2 separate regions of the Mus musculus genome follow, and region 1 is linked to region 2. A link is a contact called in public HiChIP or PLAC-seq data. All regions are on one chromosome and are shown on one strand. The core of a region is the stretch at or near the end of the contact, and the rest is flanking DNA. Distances in the headings are between cores, read along the strand shown.

The links. HiChIP or PLAC-seq counts read pairs in DNA pulled down with a chosen protein or histone mark.
Region 1: an H3K27ac HiChIP or PLAC-seq map of double positive thymocytes shows a contact between it and region 2, with 5 times the contacts expected there. The contact joins two enhancer-like sites. A contact is called at or near these places in 1 of 15 datasets of contacts at CTCF or cohesin (thymocytes), 4 of 484 Hi-C or Micro-C datasets (cerebellum, embryonic stem cells and nephron progenitors) and 1 of 115 datasets of contacts at active chromatin or transcription factors (double positive thymocytes).

What each region holds. Positions count from the first base shown.
Region 1 is chr9:72,383,875-72,389,360 of GRCm38.p6, reverse strand. No RefSeq gene overlaps it. Among named protein-coding and RNA genes, the nearest start is that of Gm27230, 3.8 kb to the left of the region's middle. Within about 2 kb of position 3,415, at least 8 of the 459 cell types and tissues checked have an H3K27ac peak or open chromatin away from gene starts, as enhancers often do. A contact at or near this core is called in double positive thymocytes, where this site is marked.
Region 2 is chr9:72,202,233-72,207,653 of GRCm38.p6, reverse strand. No RefSeq gene overlaps it. Among named protein-coding and RNA genes, the nearest start is that of Gm27188, 48 kb to the left of the region's middle. Within about 2 kb of position 1,618, at least 10 of the 459 cell types and tissues checked have an H3K27ac peak or open chromatin away from gene starts, as enhancers often do. A contact at or near this core is called in double positive thymocytes, where this site is marked.

The DNA.
Region 1 (5,486 bases), core at 2,166-4,665, 180 kb before region 2:
CTCGATCTCGACCAAAATGCTATGTTCTTCTCAGAGCTAGAAACAACTGCTAAAAATTTGAGGTGGATCACAAAGCATCCCAAATAATTAAAGCAATCAGGAGCTGAAATGAGGAAGCCATTATACTAGCTGATTACAATGCTTCTATATCATACTAAAATCTGGAAATTGAGACCTCGGGGTACTGGCATGCAAACACACAGGAGCCAACGAAACAGACCAGACAGCCTAGAAGTAAACTCACACAGCTGCCACCTGCAGAACCTCAGCAAAGGTATAAAGGATGCACGCTTTAAGAAAGTCATCTCTTCCAAGTGAGCAGGGAAGACTCAGATATCCACATGAGGAAGATGAAAGGAGGCATGTCTCATCGTATATAAAAATTGCCTAAAAAAGTTTTAAAGACTTAGAGTTAAGACCTAAGTCTACAGAACTATCAGGAAAAACAAGGAGTGAGTGTTTCAGGATATTGGAACGATTGTGGGACTGTGACAATGGAGATAAGACCTCATAGTCATAGGCAACAAAAGAAAAACTATACAAACAATTTTTTTTTTATCAAGCAATAACACTTCTATATGGCATAATAAGAGACAATGCCTTCAGGCTGTACCCTAGATAGAGGGCTAATGTATGGCATGAACTCTACTCAATAGTTAAAATAAAACCAGTAACAATCTGAATAAAGAAATAAGTATAACTAAATAGATCCTTCTTAAAAGAAGATATGCAAATGACCAGTGGGTACAAGAAAAACCATCTAAGTCCCCCTAACATCACAGGCCTGTCCATGAGTGTTAGTATAGAGAGGGAAAATGGGTTCTGGTATTCTGTTGCATAGAGTGACCATAAAGTAATGACAATGTGGTACATATTTAAAACAGAACAAAATAAAAAAACACCCCTAAAGGTGACGCTGGAGAGATGCTCAGTGGTTCAGAGAGCCGGCTGCTCTTGTAGGAGACCCAGGTTCAATACCTAGCACTCAAATAGAGGCTCACAGCCATATTTAATATCATGTTCTTTCCTCTGCGGGAACCAGGCACACATGTGGTACACATGCATCCATTCAGGCAAAACATTCATTTACATAAAAATATAAAACATTAATAAAATAAAAGTGTTTTCATCTCAAGAGGATAGAGTGTGTTTATGGAGACAGATGTTACCATGATTTTAACATAATACAATGTATACAGATGTTGAAGCACCGTGTGGTATCCCACAAATTATATCAATTTTATGTGTCCATTAAATTTAAGCCAAATGGCTCATGCTTGTAATCCCTGTACCCTGGAGGCTGAGGCAGGAGGATCAGGAGTATAAGGTCAGCTTTATTTGCACAGTGAGTTTGAGGCCTCTCTTGGCTGTATGACACAGCAGTTCAAAACATACAAAAAATAAACACAGAAATCAATAATTAAAAGAGCTGCTGGTTTTCAGTTTGTCTAGATTTTTTTCCCCATATGGATGAGGTGATGATGTCTAAGGTATTTCTTATCTCAACAAAACAGGGCATCTTGAACATTTTTCATGCACTTAGAATCCATTTACATATCTTCTTTGCTTACATTTTAAAAAAATAAATATGTTCATGTTACATTCTGCTATTGAGTTATAAAATTTTGTCTGTCTTAAATGTATTACTTAGAAATATTTTGCCCAGTTTGTGGGTGGAATTTTGTTTGCTTTTTTGTTTATTTGTTTGTTTGTCTATTTGTTTGTTTTTTGTGACAAAGTTTTTCTGTGTAGTCCTGGCTATCCTGAAACTAGCTCAGTAGACCAGGCTAGCCTTAAACTAAAGATCCTCCTGCCTCCCAAGTGCTGGGACTAAAGGTTTGTGCCACCACTGCTGAGCCACTTTTTGTTTCTTCAATAGTGTTTTTTAAAGAGAAAAAGTCTAAAATATGGCCCATGTGGTCATTTTTTTTCTTTTTTCTTATTTTTTGGTCTTTTGAGACAGGGTTTCTATGTGTAGCCCTGGCTGTCCTGGAACTCACTCTGTAGACCAGGCTGGCCTCGAACTCACAAATCCACCTGCCTCTGCCTCCCAAGTGCTGGGACTACCGTGTGATCAGTTTAAAAATGATCTGTGCTTTAGCTGTCTACCTGATAAGCCTTTGCCTAACTCAAAAGTTGCAAGAACCTGTCTGTGCTCCCTTCTTGAAGTCCACAGCTTTAGTTTTGCATGCAGGCCTCTGACTCCTTTGAGGTGATTTTGTGTGTGGTGTGAGGTAAGAGCTCATGTTCTTTAGCCTGGGAAAGAGGCCGATGAATGCAGACAGACAGATACATAAACAGTTCCATCTCTTAATGAAGGAGGACCACCTTTGCCCAGAGAATTGTTTTATAATGGTGCTCAAAAATAACCAATGAGAGATACTCACGTCTATTTCTGAGCTGTCTCTTCCTTTACACTGGTCTCAATATCATCTATACCAATTCTCCATTGCATTGATTTCTGAACTTTTGTAGTAAGTCAAAATATCAGGTAGTATGAGGCCTCTGCTTTGCTCTTCTTTGTAACATTGTATTTTTAATTTACTTATTTTTTTGTTTACAGGCTTGTTTGCTATTTTAAGTGCTTTTCATTTTCTTCTAAATTTTAAAATCAGTTTGCCAATGACTACAAAATATTCTGCTGGAATCTTTACGGGAACTTTGTTGACTCTTGTTTTTAATTTGGGGAGTATTGCCATCTGAACACAACTAACGCCTCCCATTCATAGTGTGGGTTAGGGCTCCATTGGTATAACTCGCTAATTTTCCCTGACAGGGGTTTAAAGTTTTCAACATGAAGATCTCACTCTTCATGATTCCTAAGAATTTTAGTCTTTAAATGCTATTGTGAATGGAAAGAATTTTTTTTGAAAAGAATTTTTTAAATTGCATTATTAAATTGTTACATTGGGAAAATAAATTAATAGGTTAAAAAAATAAAAGTAGGGGCAGAGAGATGTCTGGGTTGGCTGAAGCTTGTGCCACAGAGTCTGAAGACTTGAATTTGAGCCATGAGACCCACGTGGTGAGAAGAAGGAACCAGTTCCTCCCATGTTGCCCTCTGACCTGCTCGGGCTTGCTGGGCACACACGTGTGCCTCTCATACATGCAGCCCATATGGAAAAATTGTTAGATCTTGATACTATAGCCTTGCTAACCATGCTTCTTGCTCATATTTTTATTTTGCTTTTATTAGATTCCCTAGGGTTCTTTCAGAGAAGAAGGAAAATTAAGGTTCTTCGGGAGTGGTGGTGGTGGGGGTAACATTTCTTTATTACGATGTCAACCATAACTGCTTGAGAAAAGAAAACCTGAAACAGCATCAACAGAAAGAAACCAACCAACCCTGGGCCGCGGATGGGGGCTGGCCTAGAAGGAGGTGAGCTTAAGCTTTGATCCTCCTGACTCGCCTTCCCCCGCGCTGAGATGGCAGGTGTAGTCCTGCACTTCCTGTTTGATGCTTGGATTGAACCTACAGACTACACAAACACTAGGTACTGAGCTAAGTCATCAGCCCTGAGTTTAATCTTTCCTATAGACTGACATTCTGTTTTAGGGATAGTTTAAATACAAATAATCTATTTTACCATTTGTTTGAGTTTAATGTGTGGTTCAAAATAAACAATACCAGAGCAAAATAAAGTAAGACAAGATCCGCAGAGAAGGAAGCGAGCCAGAGAAGCCCCATCCTTCTCTTTCCCAATGAAAGCAGTTCATTCTCATCCTGAATATTAATTCCTGGCAAAGACAACTATTTAGCCTTATGCAAACTGACAGAAGAGAACTGTGTAGCTTGGTCATTTTTCTTATATCATATTGGAACTTCGTTGGAAAAGGCTGCTGCATAATCATACCGTTACGAAAGGTCACGTGGACAGACATCACACAGGTTAGGTCAAGTAGCTGTGTAACCCTCAGTGTTATTCCCAGTTGGCCCCAGGAAGTTGGCGAGGACGTTCTTACTGATGTCCCAGCCCTTTGGACTTCACTGATGCTGAGGTCAGCAAGCCTGGGAGTCTCCACCAAGCCCTCGTGCTCATTCATAGATCGCAGCGGTAACGCTGGGACTCTCTGGCAAGGCTCTGCCGTTTATTCATAGACAGCAGTGAGGTTGTGATATGAACACAGAAGGAACACAATTCTTCATTACTCTGGGGTAAATGACCAGGACTACAATCACCGAGTTGAGGCTTTAGGCATGTTCCTTTTATCGAGACACTGCCAAGCCGTTTTCCAGAGGGGTCTGCCCTGATACCTCCCACCGCACTACTTCCCACTCGGAGCAGGAGGACTCAGGTTCTGGTTGCCACTGCATTTTTAGCTGGGATGCTTTATTGTGGTTGGAATTTACAGTTCACTAGCGATGGGTGGTGCTGAGCCCAGTGCCATGTGCTTCTTGTCATCCACGCGCGTGCCTCCTGGATGAAGCGGTTCTTTAGATGGATATGATAGGGCTGTGGCTTCATGAGCTGCGCCGGAGACTGTAAACTTTTAGCGGTGTATCCATTCTGACTTAATTTGCATTAAATTGTGAATCTGAGGCTGAGACTCATTGCTTACACCTTGGGTGCCCATTCGTTCCATCGCTATTGAAAGGGACAACATCACGTTCATTGAGATTGGCTTTGCACGTTAGTCAGCACCTCGATGAATATATTTCTGTGAATATATCTGGCTCTCCTTTCTGATGTCATGAAGTCTTGATTGTTTTCACTAGTTCAGCTTCTCTTTCCCTAATAATTTCTGAAGAATCTAACCTGCTTCTAAAACACATCTTGCTGAACTGTTGATAAGAACCAGGTATACCTGCGTACAAATCCAAGGAGGATGGATGGACTGGGTTACCGCTTCAAGTCAGGACCTGCAGCCTGACTCTTGGTGTGTCTGCACTTCCTAGTTTTCAGCCCCTAAGTCCTATATATGCCTTGTTGGGATTCTACCTAAGTGTATTTGTAAATAAAACTTTATTTTTAAAATTTGGTGTTTGTATGTCCTTTTTTGGAGTATAGTAATAGCTAATTTGTTGATATTCTGAAACTTTGTTGAACTCAGATTAGCACTTAATGGGATAAAGACACTGGTGTCTAAATCCCACCAACAATCATTACTATTAAGTAAATCTTTATTAAGCTTATGGGTTACCAAAAAAATATTAAAAAGTCGTTTAAAAAATTTTATACTTTAAACTACATATTGAAGAAATGTTTATTTTATTCATGCCATTTTTACATTTAAAATATCTGTTACTTCCCATATTTCCTTCTTTAAGACTTATGTGTTTGTGCCTGAGTGAATGCTTGCACACCCTGGGTATGCAGGCATTTACACAGGCCAGAAGAGGGCATAGGATCCTCTAGAACTCGAGTTACAAATAGTTGGGAGCCACCCCACCGTGTGAGTGCTGAACACAAGTCCTCCAGAAGAGCAGCCAGTGCTCTTAACCACGGAACCATCACCTCAGCCCCGAGATTTACTTTCCTTTTAAT
Region 2 (5,421 bases), core at 369-2,868:
TATGTTAGTTACATAAAATTCTCTAAGATGGTCCTTTGGAAATAAAAGATTTGGAAGCACAAAAGGAAATTATTTCCTTTTCTATAAAATGAGACATTTGGACCAGAAATTATCCAAGGCCCCATTCAGTGGTAAAGACCTACAATTCTGGCTTAAGTATATATATATTTTTAAAAGTATAGTGTGTTGTTAAATATAACTTTAAATGTTAGATTGGGTTATGAATAATATGCATGAAGAAAATGCAGAAATCTGGTTAGGGCCTATGGAAGGTCTTCCTAAAATTCAAATGAACAACGTAGAGAATCTTGGAAGAAAGCCCTTTGGATCCACCTGCTGACCTCAGCCTGGCCTTCAAAGTCACAGTAGCTCACACTGAGGATATTTCAGAGTCCAGTCCTGCTCCTTTTGATGCAGGCTGACCTTGAACTTCCTATGTATCTAAAGGTAAGCTTAAGCATACAATCAATCCCCTTGCCTCTGCCTTCGGAATGCTGAGATTACAGATGTGTGTCATCATGCCTGGGTTATGCAATGCTAGGCATTGATCCCAGAGCCTCATGCATGCTATGCACGAGCTCTACCCACTGAATTACAGCCACTAGATTCTTAATCTTGTACTTCAGTAACCAGCACTTTCTTTAACAGTGCTTCAACCATACACCCAAGCATCCCCCATACACCATGCCATGCACCCCCCAACCTCTGTACAGTTACATGAGTGAATGCATCTTAGGATTTCCTGAATCATAATTTCCTGAATTATATTCATAAAGTCATATTTTATGACTTCATGTAGAAATAGCACCATTTAATTGGTATTTACGGATTTTTCTCTTTTTCAGAGAATAGGTAATAAATCCCTAGAGTGCATAGTTAAGCACTACACTTTACAGTGTTACACACATTGTATTGGCTCATATTCTCCAGCTTATGTGCAAATCTATTCGTTGCCTTTCAACAAGCCAGGATTACACAGTAGAACTGCCAATCCCTAAAATTAGTTTTTAAAAAAACACTTTATGTAACTCAGAAAATATGGCTCATCTCTTCGAAGGCTGGAGACAGGTTAAAATTTTACTTTTCTTTTTTTCCAAGAGAAAAGATAAGAACCAACTATCAGGAGACGTTAGGAATATGAGGTAGTTACACTGAGAGGTAGCTCTGTGGTGATATACACTTTGAAACACTTTCACACATTGAGGCTCCTTTCTGACATCAAGTTGAAATCACTTTAGCATGGATAATTTTTAAATGAAATAGCTTCTGAGGGTGGAAAAGAACCATATTGGATTTTATCTGGTTATTAAATTCAAAAAAATGTCTTGTATCGAGAAAGTGGATATTGTCCCAGCATTATTAAAATATTCTATTTAGAAAAATGACATTGTTACTCATTCGAAACAGATGTTGGTCTAGATAAAGGGAAATGATTTCACAGGTCTCAAACACAAGCATGTGGGATTACAGAAAAATAATTATAGCGCAAGCAGGGAGTGCTGCCTCTGCCGCCGTGCAGACAGTGTTTGGGTGATTTGCTGCTGTCTGACAGGGTACCCCAAAACTTTACGGCTTAAAATAAGGACTGGAAAGCTTTTCTTGCAAAGTAGTTTCTTTTAAACTCTCTATGGCACCTGCTCAGCGCAGCTGTTGTAAGTCTAAAGCAGTCAAAGACAGTATGTATAAACAGGTGGGCTCATGATCGGCAATGAGGAACTTAGTTAAAAGGGCCGTTCCCTCTTTATAAAACCCTCTTGGCCTCCCACACACCCAATATTATGATTTTTTTTATCCTTTAAAATCTCATCTCAAATAGCCCAGAAACCACTACTACTCACACATTAAAACACAGACAGAATATTGTTTTCTGACAGTAAGTGTAGAATGTGCACATTGTGGGGGGGATTATTTCATCAATGTTCCTCTCACCTACGTAAGCTGCATGCACAAGATCTTCTTGATTGCTTACCAGTCCAGTTCCCAGCATGCAGTAAGTGCTAAACTAATGAATTTGGAAAACAAACAAAAGGAAAGGGTCTCTCAATGAATGGATTTGCTTTCACACCAAATATTAACTTGAATTGTACATGAAAAGGGAGCAGAGAGCCACAGACACATTTACCAAATCACTCACATTATAAAATTGGTCACAGGCTGGAGAGATGGCTCAGTGGTTAAGAGCACCGACTGTTCTTCTGAAGGTCCTGAGTTCAAATCTCAGCAACCACATGGTGGCTCACAACCATCTGTAATGAGATCTGACGCCCTCTTCTGGTGTATCGGAAGACAGCTACAGTGTATTTAGATATAATAGTAAATAAATCTTTTAGATAAATAAATAAAAGTAGGTCACGCCGGGCGTGGTGGCACACACCTTTAATCCCAGCACTCGGGAGGCAGAGGCAGGCGGATTTCTGAGTTCGAGGCCAGCCTGTTCTACAAAGTGAGCTCCAGGACAGCCAGGGCTATACAGAGAAACCCTGTCTCGGAAAAAAAAAAAAAAAGTGGGTCAGTGAAATTTATTTTAAAGCCATAGAGAAGAAATTCTCCTGATAATATTCAGTTTTTAAATATAGGAAAAGAACTCTTAAAAACAAATGTATCACACCATATATTATTTTACCTAGAGACTAGATTAAATAGCTGAATTACAGTTCCTTAAAGGGTAAAGAGTTGAAAGATAAATTTGTTTTCGGTACAATTCAGCCGAAGGGGGCAGAATACAACCAATGTATTAATTTAAAAGTGAATGGGATGGTCTGAGGGGAAGCAGGACCTGGCTGCCATCCTCTCCTGGCTTAGAGCAGCATGGTAAAACTATGGAAATGCCTGTGATTGCTTCTCCAGTGCTGGGTCTGGTCTCCAAATACAGACTCTCAGCTTCCGTGACAAAGAGCTGGGGGTGGCTGCTGCAGGTGGCATATGACTTCTTCATCACCAAAAGAAAATTCTAGATGAATCTCAGTTTTCAAAGGTCACATTTTTGCATCAGTATCTCTTTTGATTTTCCTGCCAATCTGTCTTCACACCAGAGAAACAAAATCTGTGGGAGAGTGAGATCGGAGATGTGCTTCAATGAAGCTTTCTTAAACACAAGTCTGGAGAAGAGTAGAACAATTCTGGTTTGCTATTGTTGCTATTTGCAATAATACTTGAACAAAAATTTAACAAAGTCTACTTAGACTTGGAGTGAGCTGTCTCTGCAGATTCCTGACAGAGTAGAATCACAATACTTCCATCCCATATTTAATATTGCCATAGCCCAAGAGGTCCTCTCCCACACCTGCCTACTCCAAACTCTTTTGGTTTTTAGCATTACAAAGAGTTCAAAATTCACAGCCTTATTATCCGAGTTCTTTACCCCTGTACTTCTAGACCCTTACTGTCTAGGATCGGTGGCTGCCAATGCTCAGTTCTAGGCTGATGTGGTGGTTTGAATGAGAATGGTTCCTGTAGACTCATATATTTGAATGTTTAGTTACGAGTTGGTGAAACTGTTTAGGAAGGACCAGGAGATATGGAGAGATATGTCTTGAGGGTAGGGTTTGAGATTGCAAAAGCCTACACCAGGTGCTCTCTCTCTCTCTCTCTCTCTCTCTCTCTCTCTCTCTCTCTCCCCACGTCCTGCAACTTGCAGATCAGATATGAGTTCTCAGCTACTGCCATGTCTACCTGCCACCAGGCTTCCCACCATGATGATTATGAACCCACCCTCTGAACCTGTAAGCAAGCTTCCAATTAAATGCTTCCTCTTATAAGTTGCCTTGGTCATGGTGTCTCTTCACAGTAACAGAATGTTGATTAAGATAGTTGTCATTATCCGCACTCCAGATCTCCTTGAGAATGTTTAAACTACATCCCCCAATTTGCTCTCCAGAGCTCTTCTAGCACTTGTCAGATTTTGGTTCAGAAACGAGAAAATATAATGAACCTGCAAAAAAAAAATTAAAACCTCTGTATACCCTCATTTATAACAGCATTATTCACAACAGCAAAAAGTGGAAGCGACTTGGGCATATGTAGATGATTAAGTGGATAAAGAAAACGTGGTACATACATCCATGGAATATTACCCACTCCTTCAAAAAAGGAAATTTTGATACATGCTACAACTTGGTCATCCATAATACCTTAGGGGCTATTAATAGTATGTCAGAAGTCAAACAAAAACAATAGATGCCTGAGTCCATCTAAATGGATACTGGATAATAAAATCCATAGAGACAGATCAGAGAGCACTGGTTTCTAAAGGCTAGAGGAGAAGAAATGGGTAAAATTCCAAGGCCATGGAATTTCAGTTTTGCCAACTGAAAAAATAATTTAGAAGTGGGTGGTGATGATAGTTGTTCAAAAAAGAGAAGTTACTTAAATTTAGTAAAAAAAAAAAAAAAAAAAAAAGGTAAGTCATTTAAAACAGGTTGACAACGTAGTTCAGTCGCTAGAGTGCTTCCCTGCATTTGTAAGGCTCTAAGTTCAGTCTCCAGCCCCACATAGAACTTGGTGTGGAGGTGCCTACCTGTAATTTCCACGCTCAAAAGGTGGCACTGCAAGGATCAGAAACTGAAGGTTGTCCTCTACTACACAGTGAGTTCAAGGTGGGCCTGGGCCACATAAGACTCTTCCCTGAAAAGTTAAATAAATAGGGTCACCACGATAGTGGTTAAAGGCAGATACCATCAAGCCTGCTGACCTGAGTTCAGTCCCAGGGCCCCGAAAGTCATCTTCTGACCTCCACATGCATGCCATGGCAAGGGTGCATCCCCCCATAAGTAAATACACACACACATACATACATACATACATACATATAATATCAATAAAAATAATATGTGTTACATTTCATTTTCTGTCTAATCACACACACACACAAAATCTGACCTGCACGTATGGCCCACACCAGCTGCTGAGTGATTCTTCCAACATATTCTACCTATGGAGACTTTACAACCTTAAGAGCTTTTCTTTTCATTTCTCTGTATAACATTTCAGACCACATTGACCTAATTTCTTAAAATCTCCAGGCATTTTTCATTCGTCAAATTGCAACCCACTGCATTTAAACAAATTTCAGCCCACAGTTATCTCCATGATAAGGTCCTTCCAACCATTGCTCTTTCAGCTAGGGTCTGGAAGGGATGACACCTTTAAGATTCTCAAAAGGCCTTTCAAAAATTATTTATTTCTATCTTCCTTCTAACCGTTTATCAAGGGCAACAGGAAGGTACCAGGGGGAGCTTTGGTGTTCTTCCAGGAAACCATGTGATTTGTTGAGTTTAATTTTCTCCTTCCTAGTTTGTTACAGGTTCTGGAGTTGGTAAAATCCTGCAGCTGTGGACAAGAGTGTCCCTTTCTCTCCTGTTTCTTTGTGCCTGGAGTGTAGTGGATCCTCTAATAGGAGAACCTTGAAACAATCTTCTTGCT